5 separate regions of the Mus musculus genome follow, and all the other regions are linked to region 1. A link is a contact called in public HiChIP or PLAC-seq data. All regions are on one chromosome and are shown on one strand. The core of a region is the stretch at or near the end of the contact, and the rest is flanking DNA. Distances in the headings are between cores, read along the strand shown. Region 1 holds the start of Cfap77 (cilia and flagella associated protein 77). Region 2 holds the start of Spaca9 (sperm acrosome associated 9). Region 3 has its middle 12 kb from the start of Gm22675. Region 4 overlaps Ak8 (adenylate kinase 8). Region 5 overlaps Ak8 (adenylate kinase 8).

Evidence for each region. HiChIP or PLAC-seq counts read pairs in DNA pulled down with a chosen protein or histone mark.
Region 2: a contact with region 1 is called in an H3K4me3 HiChIP or PLAC-seq map of embryonic basal ganglia, with 5 times the contacts expected there. The contact joins the promoter of Spaca9 here to the promoter of Cfap77 in region 1. A contact is called at or near these places in 24 of 39 promoter capture datasets (the 3T3-L1 cell line, 3T3-L1-derived adipocytes, the C10 cell line and 16 more), 3 of 15 datasets of contacts at CTCF or cohesin (embryonic stem cells, large pre-B cells and pro-B cells), 72 of 484 Hi-C or Micro-C datasets (B cells, the Ba/F3 cell line, the C2C12 cell line and 48 more), 29 of 115 datasets of contacts at active chromatin or transcription factors (the SCID.adh cell line, T-cell acute lymphoblastic leukemia, Th17 cells and 21 more) and 5 of 9 other capture datasets (adipose tissue, embryonic stem cells, liver and 2 more).
Region 3: a contact with region 1 is called in an H3K4me3 HiChIP or PLAC-seq map of embryonic stem cells, with 23 read pairs. The contact joins the enhancer-like site here to the promoter of Cfap77 in region 1. A contact is called at or near these places in 9 of 39 promoter capture datasets (the C10 cell line, the HPC-7 cell line, cranial neural crest and 5 more), 1 of 15 datasets of contacts at CTCF or cohesin (embryonic stem cells), 1 of 484 Hi-C or Micro-C datasets (embryonic stem cells), 11 of 115 datasets of contacts at active chromatin or transcription factors (acute myeloid leukemia, bone marrow-derived macrophages, embryonic basal ganglia and 6 more) and 4 of 9 other capture datasets (embryonic stem cells, liver, macrophages and 1 more).
Region 4: an H3K4me3 HiChIP or PLAC-seq map of bone marrow-derived macrophages shows a contact between it and region 1, with 6 times the contacts expected there. The contact joins the enhancer-like site here to the promoter of Cfap77 in region 1. A contact is called at or near these places in 11 of 39 promoter capture datasets (the C10 cell line, cranial neural crest, embryonic stem cells and 7 more), 1 of 15 datasets of contacts at CTCF or cohesin (the NIH/3T3 cell line), 6 of 484 Hi-C or Micro-C datasets (bone marrow-derived macrophages, cerebral cortex, embryonic fibroblasts and 3 more), 14 of 115 datasets of contacts at active chromatin or transcription factors (the 230-238 cell line, acute myeloid leukemia, bone marrow-derived dendritic cells and 9 more) and 4 of 9 other capture datasets (adipose tissue, embryonic stem cells, liver and 1 more).
Region 5: a FOXA1 HiChIP or PLAC-seq map of pancreatic cancer cells shows a contact between it and region 1. The contact joins the enhancer-like site here to the promoter of Cfap77 in region 1. A contact is called at or near these places in 3 of 39 promoter capture datasets (cranial neural crest, hippocampal neurons and liver), 2 of 15 datasets of contacts at CTCF or cohesin (the NIH/3T3 cell line and large pre-B cells), 1 of 484 Hi-C or Micro-C datasets (bone marrow-derived macrophages), 15 of 115 datasets of contacts at active chromatin or transcription factors (the 230-238 cell line, bone marrow-derived macrophages, embryonic basal ganglia and 10 more) and 2 of 9 other capture datasets (liver and macrophages).

The regions. Positions count from the first base shown.
Region 1 is chr2:29,053,672-29,056,371 of GRCm38.p6, forward strand. It overlaps Cfap77 (cilia and flagella associated protein 77), which reads right to left and starts at 1,395. Exons shown (of 6, transcript NM_001166705.1): 1 at 1,143-1,395. The coding sequence starts at 1,337.
Region 2 is chr2:28,698,303-28,701,002 of GRCm38.p6, forward strand. It overlaps Spaca9 (sperm acrosome associated 9), which reads right to left and starts at 1,349. Exons shown (of 5, transcript NM_027283.1): 1 at 1,280-1,349. Ak8 (adenylate kinase 8) reads left to right here and starts at 1,859. Exons shown (of 13, transcript NM_001033874.2): 1 at 1,859-1,972. The coding sequence starts at 1,889.
Region 3 is chr2:28,605,589-28,608,395 of GRCm38.p6, forward strand. No RefSeq gene overlaps it. Among named protein-coding and RNA genes, the nearest start is that of Gm22675, 12 kb to the left of the region's middle. Within about 2 kb of position 1,338, at least 53 of the 459 cell types and tissues checked have an H3K27ac peak or open chromatin away from gene starts, as enhancers often do. A contact at or near this core is called in the HPC-7 cell line and pre-B cells, where this site is marked.
Region 4 is chr2:28,785,528-28,788,254 of GRCm38.p6, forward strand. All of the region lies in intron 11 of Ak8 (adenylate kinase 8), which reads left to right. Among named protein-coding and RNA genes, the nearest start is that of Gtf3c4, 53 kb to the right of the region's middle. Within about 2 kb of position 1,269, at least 13 of the 459 cell types and tissues checked have an H3K27ac peak or open chromatin away from gene starts, as enhancers often do. A contact at or near this core is called in bone marrow-derived macrophages, where this site is marked.
Region 5 is chr2:28,718,822-28,721,521 of GRCm38.p6, forward strand. All of the region lies in intron 5 of Ak8 (adenylate kinase 8), which reads left to right. Among named protein-coding and RNA genes, the nearest start is that of Mir3088, 13 kb to the right of the region's middle. Within about 2 kb of position 1,415, at least 5 of the 459 cell types and tissues checked have an H3K27ac peak or open chromatin away from gene starts, as enhancers often do. A contact at or near this core is called in pancreatic cancer cells, where this site is marked.

The DNA.
Region 1 (2,700 bases), core at 145-2,644:
GAATTTTATCAGGACACCCATTGATAGGCACTGATAGGCCTTGATTTCCTCCTTGGCCTAAGGCAGTGAATTCCAACTCTCTGTCCCAGGTACCTGCTAAGATCAGGAATCCAAGAAGTAAGCAAAACTTGTTCCACTGTGGAAACATCTCAGAGGGGCCAGTGCTAAGGATGCTGCTTCATGGGTTCCCTGTATCTAGCTTCTGTCCTCCTGGGAGCATTAATTAGCCCAGAAAGGTCTAACAATATAGGTCTGCCTATAGTCAAAGAACCCATCAGCATGCCCATACCTCTATGGAACCTGGAAACCGAGGTCAATTTTTAGAAGCACACTGCCCTCTAGCGGCACAAGATAAATTTGCGCCACTAAACTTCAACTTTACTTTTTCGGTCTCCCGGCGCCTAAAGAGGCAGAGCCACGGCCACGTGTAGGTTTTTTTTGGGTTTTGTTTTTGTTTTTGTTTTTCGAGACAGGGTTTTTCTATAGCCCTGGCTGTCCTGGAGCTCACTTTGTAGACCAGGCTGGTATCGAACTCAAAAATCCGCCTGCCTCTGCCTCCCAAGTGCTGGGATTAAAGGCGTGCCCCACCACGCCCGGCCCAAGTGTAGTTTTTAGCCAGACAGGAAAACAGACAAAAGTGCGGAGGACCAGCACCGAAAGGGAAAGTGATCTGTCTATAAACGCTGCTCCCACGCAAGTGCCAGCCACGCCTCCTAGAGGGCTTTGAATCTCACACCCCCAGCACACTTAAGATGGTGTTGTGATACTTTCCCGACAGTCAGTCCCAGAGCACCTGCTGCATAGTAGACCAGAGGTGCTGGGGAAGATGGATCTTGGGTGGCAAGGGCATGGATGGGTGCCTGAGACCTGTCTGTCACCCTGTGGGTACGAGCCCGGTAGAGATTGCCCTATCCATAGTCTTTCCCAGTAGTGGGGAAAGACCCCGCTAACGTGTGCCACTTGAGGACACTGAGGTTCCTGGACTGGCTACGACTGCAGAGGGTCCAGGAGGCCTGTTTCACCCAGAGCAAGTTTCCTACACTGCGCCCAAACCCTGGGCCCCGGGTCCCGAGAGTTCAGCAGCTGGAACCCATCGGCGGCGTCGGTGCCCGCGGAGGGGATGATCGTGCCCAGGCGCTCACCTTGACGATGAGCGGGTTCTGAAACATGGAGTCACGCACGACCCCCAGCCTTTCGTTCTCCATGCCCGTACGGATGTCGACCACCGTCAGCGGCCGTCGGGGCGGCGGGCAGATCTGGCTGACCGTGCGATGCACGGGCTGCTTCTTCTTTTTCCATGCCGTGAGGTCTTTCCCGGGTTTCGCCGGATCAGGCATCCCAGGGGCCTCCGGGATTAGACCTTGGCTGCAAAGCCCACAGAGTTCTGCGCTGTCTGAGGACTCCAGCCCCGAGCGAGCGCGCGCTCCGGGCTGCACCACGGGGACCCTGGGGTGCACCTCGCGGCAAGGCAGGCTCCGGAGCAGAGCGCGCCCACCTGCGGAGCCTCTGTCCAAAGCTTAAACCCCGCCAGTTCTTCGGAGTGATTTGGGCACCTCGCAGCAGACTGAGAGAGGGAAGAGTGTCTACACTACCCCTTTCGGAAAAATGGAACGTCCCGTCTCCTTGGTGACAAGACGCCAACAGCTCAAGAGCTTCCGGTTTTCTTTCTAGAAATTCTTAGCAACCACAGAGACCTTTTAGACCTGTCTCAAATCAACATAGAAAAACCCAAGAATCAAATCTAGGTTGTGTTAAAAGAGAAGAGGTTTTAGAGGATCACTTATCCTTGGCTTCCACCCTCTAACTACCCTACTCTAGTTACAGTTCCCTCCCAAGGGAATCTTTTCTTCTTCTTCTTCTTCTTCTTCCTTCTTCTTCTTCTTCTTCTTCTTCTTCTTCTTCTTCTTCTTCTTCTTCTTCTTCTTCTTCTTCTTCCTTCTTCTTCTTCTTCTTCTTCTTCTTCTTCTTCTTCTTCTCCTCCTCCTCCTCCTCCTCCTCCTCCTTCTCCTTCTTCTTCTTTTCTTCTTCTTTTCTCCTTTTCTTCTTCTTTTCTTCTTTTCTTCTTCTTTTCTCCTTCTTTTCTTCTTCTTTTCTCCTTTTTTCTTCTTCTCTTCTTTTCTCCTTCTTTTCTTCTTCTTCTCTTCTTCTTTTCTTCTTCTTTTCTCCTTCTTTTCTTCTCTTCTTCTTTTCTCCTTCTTTTCTTCTTCTCTTCTTCTTCTCTTCCTCCTCCTCCTCCTCTTCTTTCTCCTCCTCCTTCTCCTCCTCCTTCTTCTTCCTTCCTTTCTTCTTCTTCTTTTCTCCTTCTTTTCTTCTTCTCTTCTTCTTCTCTTCCTCCTCCTCCTCCTCTTCTTTCTCCTCCTCCTTCTCCTCCTCCTTCTTCTTCCTTCCTTTCTTCTTCTTCTTCTTCTTCTTCTTCTTCTTCTTCTTCTTCCTCCTCCTCCTTCTTCCTTCTTCCTTCTTCTTCTTCTTCTTCTTCTTCTTCTTCTTCTTCTTCTCTCTCTCTCTCTCTCTCTCTCTCTCTCTCTCTCTGGGATATGGTACTAACACAGTCGTACTGCAATAGAAATATGCATTCTTAGGCTTGAGGTCAATGCTAATTCAGTGGGTGGTCCCAAGCCAGTTTCCCTGTTGGACACTTCCTCCCACCTCGAAAGAAAAAAAAAATATGGATTAGATCAATAGTGTCTGACTCTGGAATCA
Region 2 (2,700 bases), core at 99-2,598, 360 kb before region 1:
ATAGGTTTGAGGCTTTAATTGATTTGTATTTTTCCAGGCTGCTAAAGAAGATTAGATCGCAGTATGAAAAGCGCCTAGGGCTTAAAATAAATGAGCGGAGACGAAAGCCACTTCAAAAATGTCCAGGAAGCACACTGAACCCCCCCCCCCCCAGTGCAAGCTGCAGTGTGGCTGCTGCTTTCTTTGTTGGGGAGGCCTCATCTTTGCTTCCCCAGCTGACAAGTCTACCGAGGCCTGAGGCCTTTGAGGAAGCAGGTCTCGGGGACAGAGGGCTGCGCTGTGGCTTTACATGGGCAGGTGTCATTATCCCAGGTCAGAACGCTAGCTCTCAGCCTTGAGGCTCCCTCTGATTTCATTCTCAGCCCCTGGGCAAGACTTTTCCCCTTTGCTAGGCCTTAGCCTCTGTTTCTGTAAAAGGTGGGGGATTGGATAGAAACTCTTCAAGCTATTGAAACTTCCTCTCTGTGCCCAGCAGCTGTCGAGGGAAGAAATCCAGAAAGAGGAAATGACTTGCCCAAAGCCACCAGCTAACTCCTCTGGCCTGTCTTATTCTGCAGTGTCTTGTCTGTCTTCGGAGCAGAAGGTTTTCATCTGACTTGACACTGCCTGGTGCTGTGGCCCCCGGAGCCCCTGAGAGCTCCTCCAGCTTGACCCATGCAAACAGGTGAGCTACAGGAGCAGGAGTGACTCGGTCCCCAGCACTTGCTGCTCTTCCAGAGGGCCTGGGTTTAGTTCTCAGCACCTAGATCTATTGGCTCACTGCTTGCAACTCTGGCTCCAGGGTTCCAAAGTCCCTTTCCCAGCCTCTGCTCTTCCTCTGTCCCACCCTTATACACATTAATACATAAAGATAAAACTTGTGAGACAGGAACGATTGTTGTCCAAAGTGAGGTGAGATTAAGATTAGTCTAAAGATTAAGTGAGATATCACTATGTACCCACACTGTCCACTCCCTATAGGCCAGTCACTGTCGGGGACTTCAGGGTAGTTGTGGGAGGAATGCCTGAGTGTTCCCCACTGCTCAGGGTAGAAACTTAGGCTCACTGTAAATCTGTCAAATTTACAACATCTAGAGTTGGACTTGTGGCTATCATCGTAGGCTGTGTGTACCTCCCTCTGGGTTACTACACAGAGTCCTTCCTCCACGATGCCACCCTTGCCTCTTCCACAGCTACACGCAGCTTTCCTCCCCCTAGGCCAGGACACCTCCACCTCTTTCTCCCCCACTCCCATAGTGTTTTCGACCCAGCTCGTCGCCGGCGCTCCATCCCCCTTTACCCTGGTTTGACTTGGACTGGCCTTCGCCTCACAGAGTGCCCAGAAGCTTGCAGTGCCTCCGTGGGTGTGCGGCCCCGAGGGCGGGAAGGCCCCTCAGGAAATGGGCGTGGGCGGGGTCGAGGCCATAGAGGCCAGGCAGGCTTGGCCGATTGTGACCACAGGTGCTATGGCAACCCGGTCACATGACTCGGCCGGCCGCCCAAACCAGGAGACCCGCCCAGTTTCCCCCCACCCCCACCCCCATATGATCTGGGCGCATATGACTTTTCCTCCTGTAGAAACCGGTCCCACGTCTGCCCCAGCGTCTTTCATTTAAAGATGGGGAAACTGAGATCCAGGGAGCAGGGTCAGCTTCCAGCGCCCAGATCCGCACAGTTGGCTACACCAGAAGCAGGATTTATTCTGTCATCCGATCCCCCATTGCTCTGTAGCTCCACAGGCGTTCTGGGGTTTGCTTTGTGGCCCTGGGGAGGGAGAGCCGACTGCAGATCAGGACCTCGGTGGATGGAATCCGGGACCAGGACTCGCCCCAGCTGAGGCGCTCACCGATGACGCATAGCTTGGCGTCCCAGCAACGCCGTTACTAAGGAGCGGAGCGCTGTCGGAAACATGGATGCAACCACAGCCCCTCATCGCATTCCCCCGGAAATGCCTCAGTACGGGGAAGACTACTACATTTTCGAGATGATGCAGGTGATCAGGCGCCCGAGGATAGGGAATACGGCTACCGGGCCGGGCCGGCAGCATGGTCTGGGGGGAAATCCCTTTCCTCAGTTTCCCCACCTGTGAAATGGCGCAGTAGTCTCCAGGGCCTCTTCTGGCATTGTATGGGAAACCTCAGCCGGTTCCTGAGCCCTGAGTCTTACCTAAGCTGGGCCTTGGAAGCCCTAACAAGCTAGGCTCACCCACCTCACTCCAAGACCAGTTAAAGAGATAAGCAACAGAAAAAAAGAAAAAGTCAGAGAAAGGCTTATTTCCTGTGACCACAATGGAAGGAGGAACACGTTCAAGAAGTTCAGTGACCTGCTTCCCGGGGCTAGTTTTGGGGTCCACACAAGTCTAGTGTGATCCCGCACCTCACTGACCCATATCTGTCTCCGTTCCACTCCCTCCTGCAAGGTGGTCTGACAAGTTGGAGGAAAACTTCCCAGGAGACCCGCCCCTCTGGCTGGTGCCAGCCTTTTCCTTCTCCTGGCATGAGGTTCCTGGGAAATTCCAGTTCCCAGGACCAAACCGATTGTCTCAGCCGTCAGGCAAAAGACACATGTGTTTTGTCTCATGAGGGTGTCTTTGACCCTGTTAGGACAAGTAGGGGACCGTATAAGTTTTAGATGGCATCCCTATCCAGGTGGTCTCCTCTGGGGCAGCATATTTTCTACATAGCCTCTATCCTCAGAATTGGCCTTTTGAAAGCCCTCGTC
Region 3 (2,807 bases), core at 88-2,587, 450 kb before region 1:
GGGTGAGTTCCAGGATAGCCAAGGCTATACAGAGAAACCCTGTGTCGAAAAACCAAAAAAAACAAAAAACAAAAAAACAAAAAACTAGGGCTGGAGAGATGGCTCAGTGGTTAAGAGCACTGACTGCTCTTCCAGAGGTCCTGAGTTCAATTCCCATCAACCACATGGTGGCTCACAACCATCTCTAATGGGATCCGATGCCCTCTTCTGGTGTGTCTGAAGATAGCTACAGTGTACTCAGCATATATATATATATATATAATAAAACTTTAAAGACAAAACCAGTGAGAAAGGCTTGGGTATGGTTAGTCCAGGCTCTTTATCTCCTGTAAGTTCCTCTCCTCGCTTGGCGGGCTCAGGGGTTATGAGTGTGGAGGGGTGCCAGATCTCTGCTGTTTGAAGACTGCTGTGCTGTTACGCTCTGGCGCTTCTGCTCAGCCTTACAGACACCCCTTCAGACCAGTTCTTAAAAAGCACACTCTCGTTTTTTTCAGACTGTGTACCAGCCGTGTGGCCAGCTGGGGCTCGTAGGCCCTGAGGGTGCGTTTTTTTTTCTCTTTTATAGACAGGATGCACACCCATCGCTCCCCCCTAGGAGCATAATAAGTGTCAAGAGTTGACCACAGTTTGAAAACGTTTGCTGGGGCTCCTGAGTTGAGTTATGGAAGGGAAAGAAGAGTGTGGTCCCACAGGGGACACCATGGATGCGATGGAGAAGACCTGCTGCTCTTCTGGAGTGTTGGGGCTAGAGGGCCCAGCAGAGCTTGGTTCTCTCATGTCCTGTCCCCATCTCCTGCCTCCTGCCTCTCCTTTGTCCTGGGACCCTTTCCACTCCCCTCGGGCCACAGTGGTGCCTGCCTACCCCAGCCACCCCTCACAGCACGGCTCCCGCTTGTGCCTGTCTTGCCTGTCTTCAGGCCCACAGACAAGGATTCCTTGGCTGTATTTGAACCAAGAGAGCCAAGATTTTTCCTCATCCTCAGATCTTCCCCTCTGGAACTCCACCCAATCACCTGAGAGGACATATGGGGTGTCTAGGGCATGGACAGGGTGGAGTGAAGGCTCTCAAATCTGGGGACTGAGGTCACCCATGAAAGTGGGGTCACCATGAACAGCAAGGGCTAGGGCTCAGCTGGATAATGCTGGGTCACACCTGGGTTTTAGGGACCTTTCGGGGCTGTTCCAATGTTAAAGGTAGCATGAGCCTTGCCGCCTGGTCTTCCCCCATCCACTCCTCTTCTTGGGCAGCATGTTCCAGCTGGGGGTAGTATGGAGCCAACTCTGCCATTTGCAGCCCTCAGCTGACCTAGGGAACATTTCCATCCTTATCAGTGATTTACATGGCAGCCGTGGGGCAGGCTTCACCCATATTCAAAAGGAGTCCAGAGCCCAGCACTGGGGGTCCAGTGTCAAGCAGCCAACCAAGGAGATATTTTATACGACAGTCAACTGCCTAATGTGGCCAATTTGTTTCAATATTAAAATACTGGTTTTTAAGATATTTTTTATTTTTAAGTGTGTGTGTGCGCGTGTACACAGAAGTGCTAGTGCCCCTAGAGGCCAGAAGTTGGAATTATAAGCAGTTGTGAGCTACCTGATGTGGGGGCTGGGAGTTAAACTTGGGTTTTCTGCAAGGGTAGCAGCTCTTAAGCCCTGAGCCATTTCTATAGCCTGAGAGCATTTGTTTGGCTATTCTCCAGCGAGTAGCTGACTGATGCTCTGCACGGCCTCACCAGCACCACCTGGTACAGGTTCCCCCCCCCCAGACCTTTCCTGCCCCCCACAGAGGAGTTAGGGCTCCAGCCTTCTCCCACCTCCCACCATACTCAGCCGCTCCTGAGTCTGCAGCTGGAGGATTAACGCTTTGAAAGCTGGGGCTCCTAAGGTATGTGACCTTGAGTGAGGGCCACCCTGTCTGGGACAGGTGATTTCCACAGGGCTGGGTGGTGTCTCTTAGCTCATACAATGGTACAGGTGGTGGGAATTTCTAGCCAAATAGGAAGTGAGGAGGCGCCAGCAGGGGTAGAGAAAGAGGGTCTTTAACTCCAGTCAAATTCCAGTAGATGGGCGGGGCCCACCACACCCACTGACTCCACCTTCCTCAACAAGAGGTGTCTTGACGGAGACAGAGACTGTAGCTAGCCTATCCCTCACTGGACAAAACTGTCACAGGCCAGGCTGTAAGATACCTCCAGGCTTCCTCGGCCCCTGGGCTGCTGCCTATGTGAAACCCATCCTACGAACCCCACTTATCTCTGGGTACGGAGCTGCTCCAGCCCAGCCTGGGCCACCAACCTGGGCCCTGATACCTGTGCCCATACCACCTTGGTCTGTGATTCGAAATGGAGAGCCAGCCTACCCTGCTGTGAGGCTGCTGTGGTCCTTGCCCCTTCTGTGTTAGGGGCACCCTAGGGATAAACAAACTGACTGCCCCTGACCTCAACCACTCTCCACCTCAGCCAACCTGGAGGGGCATGGCCACCTGCTTCCCCTTCTCTGCTCACCTTTCTCCTGGCCCCACCCCGCCCCACTGCAGAAGTGGCTGAAACCTGATATTGTCTTGGTTTTGTATAGCAAACAAAACACATGTAAATCAGGTGTGTGTGTGTGTGTGTGTGTGTGTGTGCATGTGTATGTGTGTGTATACACATACACACACACACACACACACACACACACACACACACATACACACATACACATGCACACACACACACACACACACACACTCACGCAGGCTCAGAATACCCCCTACCTTCACACTTTATCTCCTTACCTGAGAAGTGCAAGATTCCTCCCCCCCCCAA
Region 4 (2,727 bases), core at 19-2,518, 270 kb before region 1:
TTCACACTTCAGCTCAGCTGGATCCCCACCCCCAGGCTCAGGCTGGAGAAATGGCTGACAGCAGGAAACTTAAACTCTAGGAAGCCTAATTGTGGCCTCGGAGCAGTGATGCAGTGACAGGTTTTAAATATGTCAGTGTTTTCTCTAGGACTGGCTGTGTACCCACAGCAGTTGCTCTGTGTGTGTGTGCGCGTGTGCCTGTGTACTCACCCTTCCCTGTGGTTCATATAGAGAGGCCAGAGGTCAGAGTTGGGTGTCTTTCTCTATTGTCTTCCATCTTCCATTTAAAATTTTTTCTTATTTGATGTGTATGGGTGTTTTGCCTGCATTTATGTCTGTGCACCATGTGGAAGCACTGCCTGTGGAGGCCAGAAGAGCGTGTTGCATCCCCTAGAACTGAAGTTACAGATGGTTGTGAGCCACCACATGGGTGCTAGAAATTGAACCTGGGTCCTCTGCAAGAGCAGCAACTGCTCTTAATCTCTGAGCAATCTCTGTAGCCCTTCCACCTAATTTTTTTTTGAGACAAGGTCTTTCACTGAACCTGGAACTGGCCATTTCAGCCAGATGGGCTGGCCAAGGAGCCTCAGAGATCTGCCTGTCCGTACCTCCCAAGCACTGGACTTACTACACGAGCCACTTTTCCATGGGTGCAGGGGATTTGAACTCAGGTCTTCATGCTGTGCCGCCCACCAAGCTGATTCTGAATTCATGTCACTAACAGATATTTAGGCATCTCCAGAGTGACCAGGACACAGACCAGCTTCCTCTTTAGGCCCCAGCACACGAGCTGATGACAGCACAGACTTCTGGAGCTGCTGCTGAGCCCAGAAGCTTATGGGAAAGAGAGATCATAGCCTGGCTGGAGAGGAAACAGGAAGGGCCGAGGGCGAGGACAGAACCAGCCCCATCCGTCTCCCTAGCTTACTCCACCACAGAGTCTCAGTTTCTTCATTTGCAAAGTGGATCAATAGTGTATGCTGGGTGACACTGTGGAGGGCTCAAATGAGGCTGAGTACATAGAGAGTGATGGATTGCAGCAATTATCCATGGAGAGCAGGATTAACCAGCAGCTCCCAGTGTAGCCCAGATCGCTCCATCAGAGAACTGGTACTACTGTATGAAGAACGAGAAATCTTTTCGCCTCGTCCTCCCACCTCCCTGGCTCTAAGACGGCAGCCATCTTTCCTCAAGCGTACTGAGTGGGTAGACAGTCCTGTGTTGGAGGAGGCAGGGCCAGAGGCAGTCCTTCCGCAGCTCCATACCCCGTCATTGCCATCCCTAGCTATGGAGATCTTTCCCCGCTAATGGCCCTAACCCCTGTGGCTGCCCTGGATTGAAATGTCAGTCACTTTAGCTGCCCCTGGACAAACGTGTTCAGTTGTCATCTGCTGAGTGCCCACGGCAACCACTGTGGCATAATAGAGACAAACACAGCACCAAACTGGAACATGATGGGTCCGGAATTATGTATTTAATTCACAGTTGGAACGGAGTGCTCATAAAATCTTGATCATGATAGAGAGGCTAATAAACACTTCAGATCATAATGATCTGGGGGTGGGAGGGGTGGCTTGGTGAAGCAGTTAGTTTTAAAGTGGTTAGAGACAGAGAAAGTCAGCCAGGCAGAACTCTCCAGACACCAATCCAAGGAGTCGTCTCCGCGGGGTTGGTAATGATCTTGAGCAAGCCCTATTCTGGGTCTGTGGATGTTAGTTTGAGAGGCACACACAGCGAGGGCTGCGCTGCTGCTTGTGGACATTGCTCTGTGCCTTATGCTGCATGGTGGCAGGTGCAGCCTGCCAGAAAGCATCCGCCTTCAACAGCCTGGAGCAGGCATCACACAGTCTGAGCCCAGAGGGCAGCCAGGGGTGGCTTCAGCTTAGCAGGCCATGTACCATGGTGTGGAGCAGGGATGCAGAGTGAGGGTGTGTGGGGAAGGGGAGGAGCTGTCCAGGGTAGAGAATGTGCTCCAAACCACTGACCTGTTGTGGTCCCTCAGGAGGCTTAAAGCTGCTGTGTTGGTGGGGAAAGCTACAGCCCTGAAGACTTAGTACAGGTCCAAATCCTGTCTTGCACATACTAGCCACATAACTTTGGGCAGCTCACTCACCTTCTCTGCAAAGTGGGGTCGATGATGAGCACCCATGGTAAAAAAGTAAGTTACGAAAACTCATTCTGAGCTCTGAAGAAGCAGGCACCCATCATGGGCACCCATCATGGGCACCCATCATGTCACGTGGCCAGAATGATGTCATTGGGAAAGGAGGCATCAAGACTGGTGAATTTGCAATTCTCCTGCCTCGACTTCCTGAGTTCTGGGATCATGGCTCTGAACCATCACACCCAACTGAGACGGTACCTGGAATCATATTCAGCAGGGTCGTTGGCATTTTCGGGTGAGGGGGCAGCTCAGGTTTGGTTGTGCTTTGGAGAGGGGCCCCTGACCACTGATCCATGAGACTGGAAGGTTTCAAAGTTTATTCATTCATTAAACCCTGACTATGCCCTATGGTAAAGTCTGTGTGCCAATAGGGCCAGCTCTGGAGATGCAAAGCCCCACCCTCCTACAAACCTCCTCCCCCAGGAACTCTCTAAGTTGTCCGAGCACTTAGCCTCTCCACAGCAGGGGTAGCTCACAGAATACAGGAAAAGCTAACCGACAAGAAGCCCAGGAAGTTCAATGTCTCTGACACATGACAACAATCTGTTAGATAGTTTAGGCAG
Region 5 (2,700 bases), core at 165-2,664, 330 kb before region 1:
CAGAGAGATCCACTTGCCTCTGCCTCCTAGAGCTGGGGCTCTTCTGACAAGCTTTGCCGTGATGAGATCAGCTTCGAGCTTGCTGGCTCTATGTCTGTGTGGCAGGTATTAAGCTCTGATGTAACGGAAAAGCAGCTACATACAGGTGTCTGGAAGGGCACACTGCAGCCCAGTGAAACTTTACAAAAGCATCTAGGATTGACCAGGTGCATAAACTGGTCTGTGTTGCTGGAGTCACCCTAGAGGGGCCTGGCAGTCATGGCAGAGAGGACATGTCTATGGGGGTGCCCTGTGGGCTTCCTTGCCATCCTTCAGCCATAACTGCAGGGAAGCACAGAAGGTGGGAGGGAGACAAGGAGGTGAAGAGAGAAGGGGAGAGGAAGTTCTCCTTGGTGTCATGGAACAGGACAAACAGGCTAGTGTGGGAACCAAGAGGGGCATCTGGAGCCAGCTGAGCAGCTCTGAGAGTCACTGGCCTCTCAAGCCTCAGAGTAGACAAAACTGTACTGACTGATGAGAGTGTATTGATTGATTGATTCTCATGCCACTTCTTCCCAGGGACAGTGTTTCTGGTGTGGAAGCCTAGCCTGCAGTGCAGAGTCACAAGTGCCTCAGGCTGAGTTAGAGTGGTCTTGTGTGTCCTGGCAGCAAGACACATTTGCATGAACTCAGCGGCCTGTCTGTTTTATGTTAACACATTAGAAATGCAATAGGAAGGGCTGGAGATGACAAAACAATGAAGAATGCTTGCAGCTCTGCAGAGGACCAGAGTTTGGTTTCCACAATCAGGTAGCTCACTACTGCCCATAGGTCCAGCTCCAGGGGATCAAATCCCTTCTTCTGGCCTCCTTGGGTAGTTGCATGCATATTTGCATACATACATGCATACATATACATGTACACATAAATTAATAAACCTTTAAAACTGAAACATGGTTTCGGAGAAACTGGTTCTTCTGTGATTTCAGTTGTGTGTCTCAGGCTTGCCCTCCAAGATACAGAAAAGTCATGTAGCTCACTCTGGCACTGTATCTCTGATCCTTGTGCCCACATGTCCTAAGTGCTTGAGGTTAGAGACATGGACCATGGCACCTGGTCTGTGTAGAGCAGGGAATGGTGAGCCCAGGACTTTGCATATGGCAGACACTCTCTCTTCTACCTGAGCTGCATCCGTAGCCCAATGAAGTCTGATGTCCAGCAGCCCTTCTAGAGCCTATTTACAAGCGTGGTCTAAGCCTTCTTTCACAGGAAACCTGCAGTGTAGACCCATGTTCAAAGTCAGGCTTCCAGAGTCCTTGCCAAGAGTTCCCTCTGCCATCAGAATGATGACATTTCCTGTTATCGATCTTATTCCGTGTGATTACACTGTGTTGTGACTGGCACTGTTGACCACACAGATATTTATAATACTTATTGCCATGGTGACTGATGACAGGAAGAGCTTTAGCTGCCATGTCTCATGGCGGGCTCATTTGTGCTATTTAGAAAACCCGTGACCTATTGGTGGCCACCCTGATCAGGCTCACAGCACATGGGGCCAGGCTGAGGGCTCCATCTCTTGAAGTGGTTGCAGTTTTCCTCTGTGTGTGTGTGTGTGTGTGTGTGTGTGTGTGTGTGTATGTGTGTGCTCTCCCGAGTGTGCACATGCAGGCGATTGTGCCTGTGTGTGTGTATGTGTGTGTGTGTATAGGCCTGAGTTTGACATCAGTGTCGTCCTGGGGAGGGACCTCCTGTCATGGTTGGGATGTCTCCTGAGTCTTGGCCATCGTTCTGTCCGTGCTTCATGCCTCCCACTTCCCCTGTCCAACGATGGCACTGGCCTTGAAGACAGCGGTGTCTTCGTCTCTGACCTACATGTCTGTGACTGTGGTTGTGCCCCAGCCATTGTTACCTACAGAGGGAAGAACCACCTCTTTTAATTTGTTTTAAGATTTCTTTTAACCTTCAAGGGGCATCCGGAGCTGTTTTTCATCTCTTCCCGACGGAGACAGATTTCCAGGGTGAGGCGAGGCTTCTAATTATGAGCTTTGGTTGTTCAAAAGCAAAACAAACCCTCACCCAAAACAAGCAGGCTCTCTTGCTTTTTCGGGAGAAAAATGACACATATGCATATTCATTTATATGGTAATTATTATTATTTAGCTACACAGGGACTAGAATTGGTAATTGAGAGCACAAAAAGATCTCAGGAAGAGCGTGCGTTCGGGGAAGCGTAACCCATCAGGAGTCTGTAGTTAATGCCCTGTTTCTTTTCTTTCCCCTGCTTTTTTCTTCTTTTGCAATCTCTTTGAAGAATTTTATTTGAAGTGACCATCAAATGCATTAGAGAAAGAGAAATTAGCAGTTTGTTTGAGAACTATGAAAAGGCGGCAGCTCAACCTGCCAGAGATATAAGAGGTAGCCCCGAGGGACAGTCGTGTCCCAGAGGTCAGCGTGCCCACACCACTTCTTGAGGAAGGCGTGAGCTTGAGAAGTCTGCAGAAAGGCAGGGTCAGAAGCAGAGATACTGGGTGCCCCAGGCCCACATGTGGCTGTTCTGTTGGATATGGTGATTGACACTCTCTTTCCTGGTCCAGATTTCTGCAAGTGCCCAGACTTCTTCCCATGGCTTCCTTCATGTGGCTTCCCAGCATGAAGGGGGCTTTGGGTTCAATTCCCAGCGCTGCATCAAAAACCTGATGTGGCAGAAAGAAAACAAAA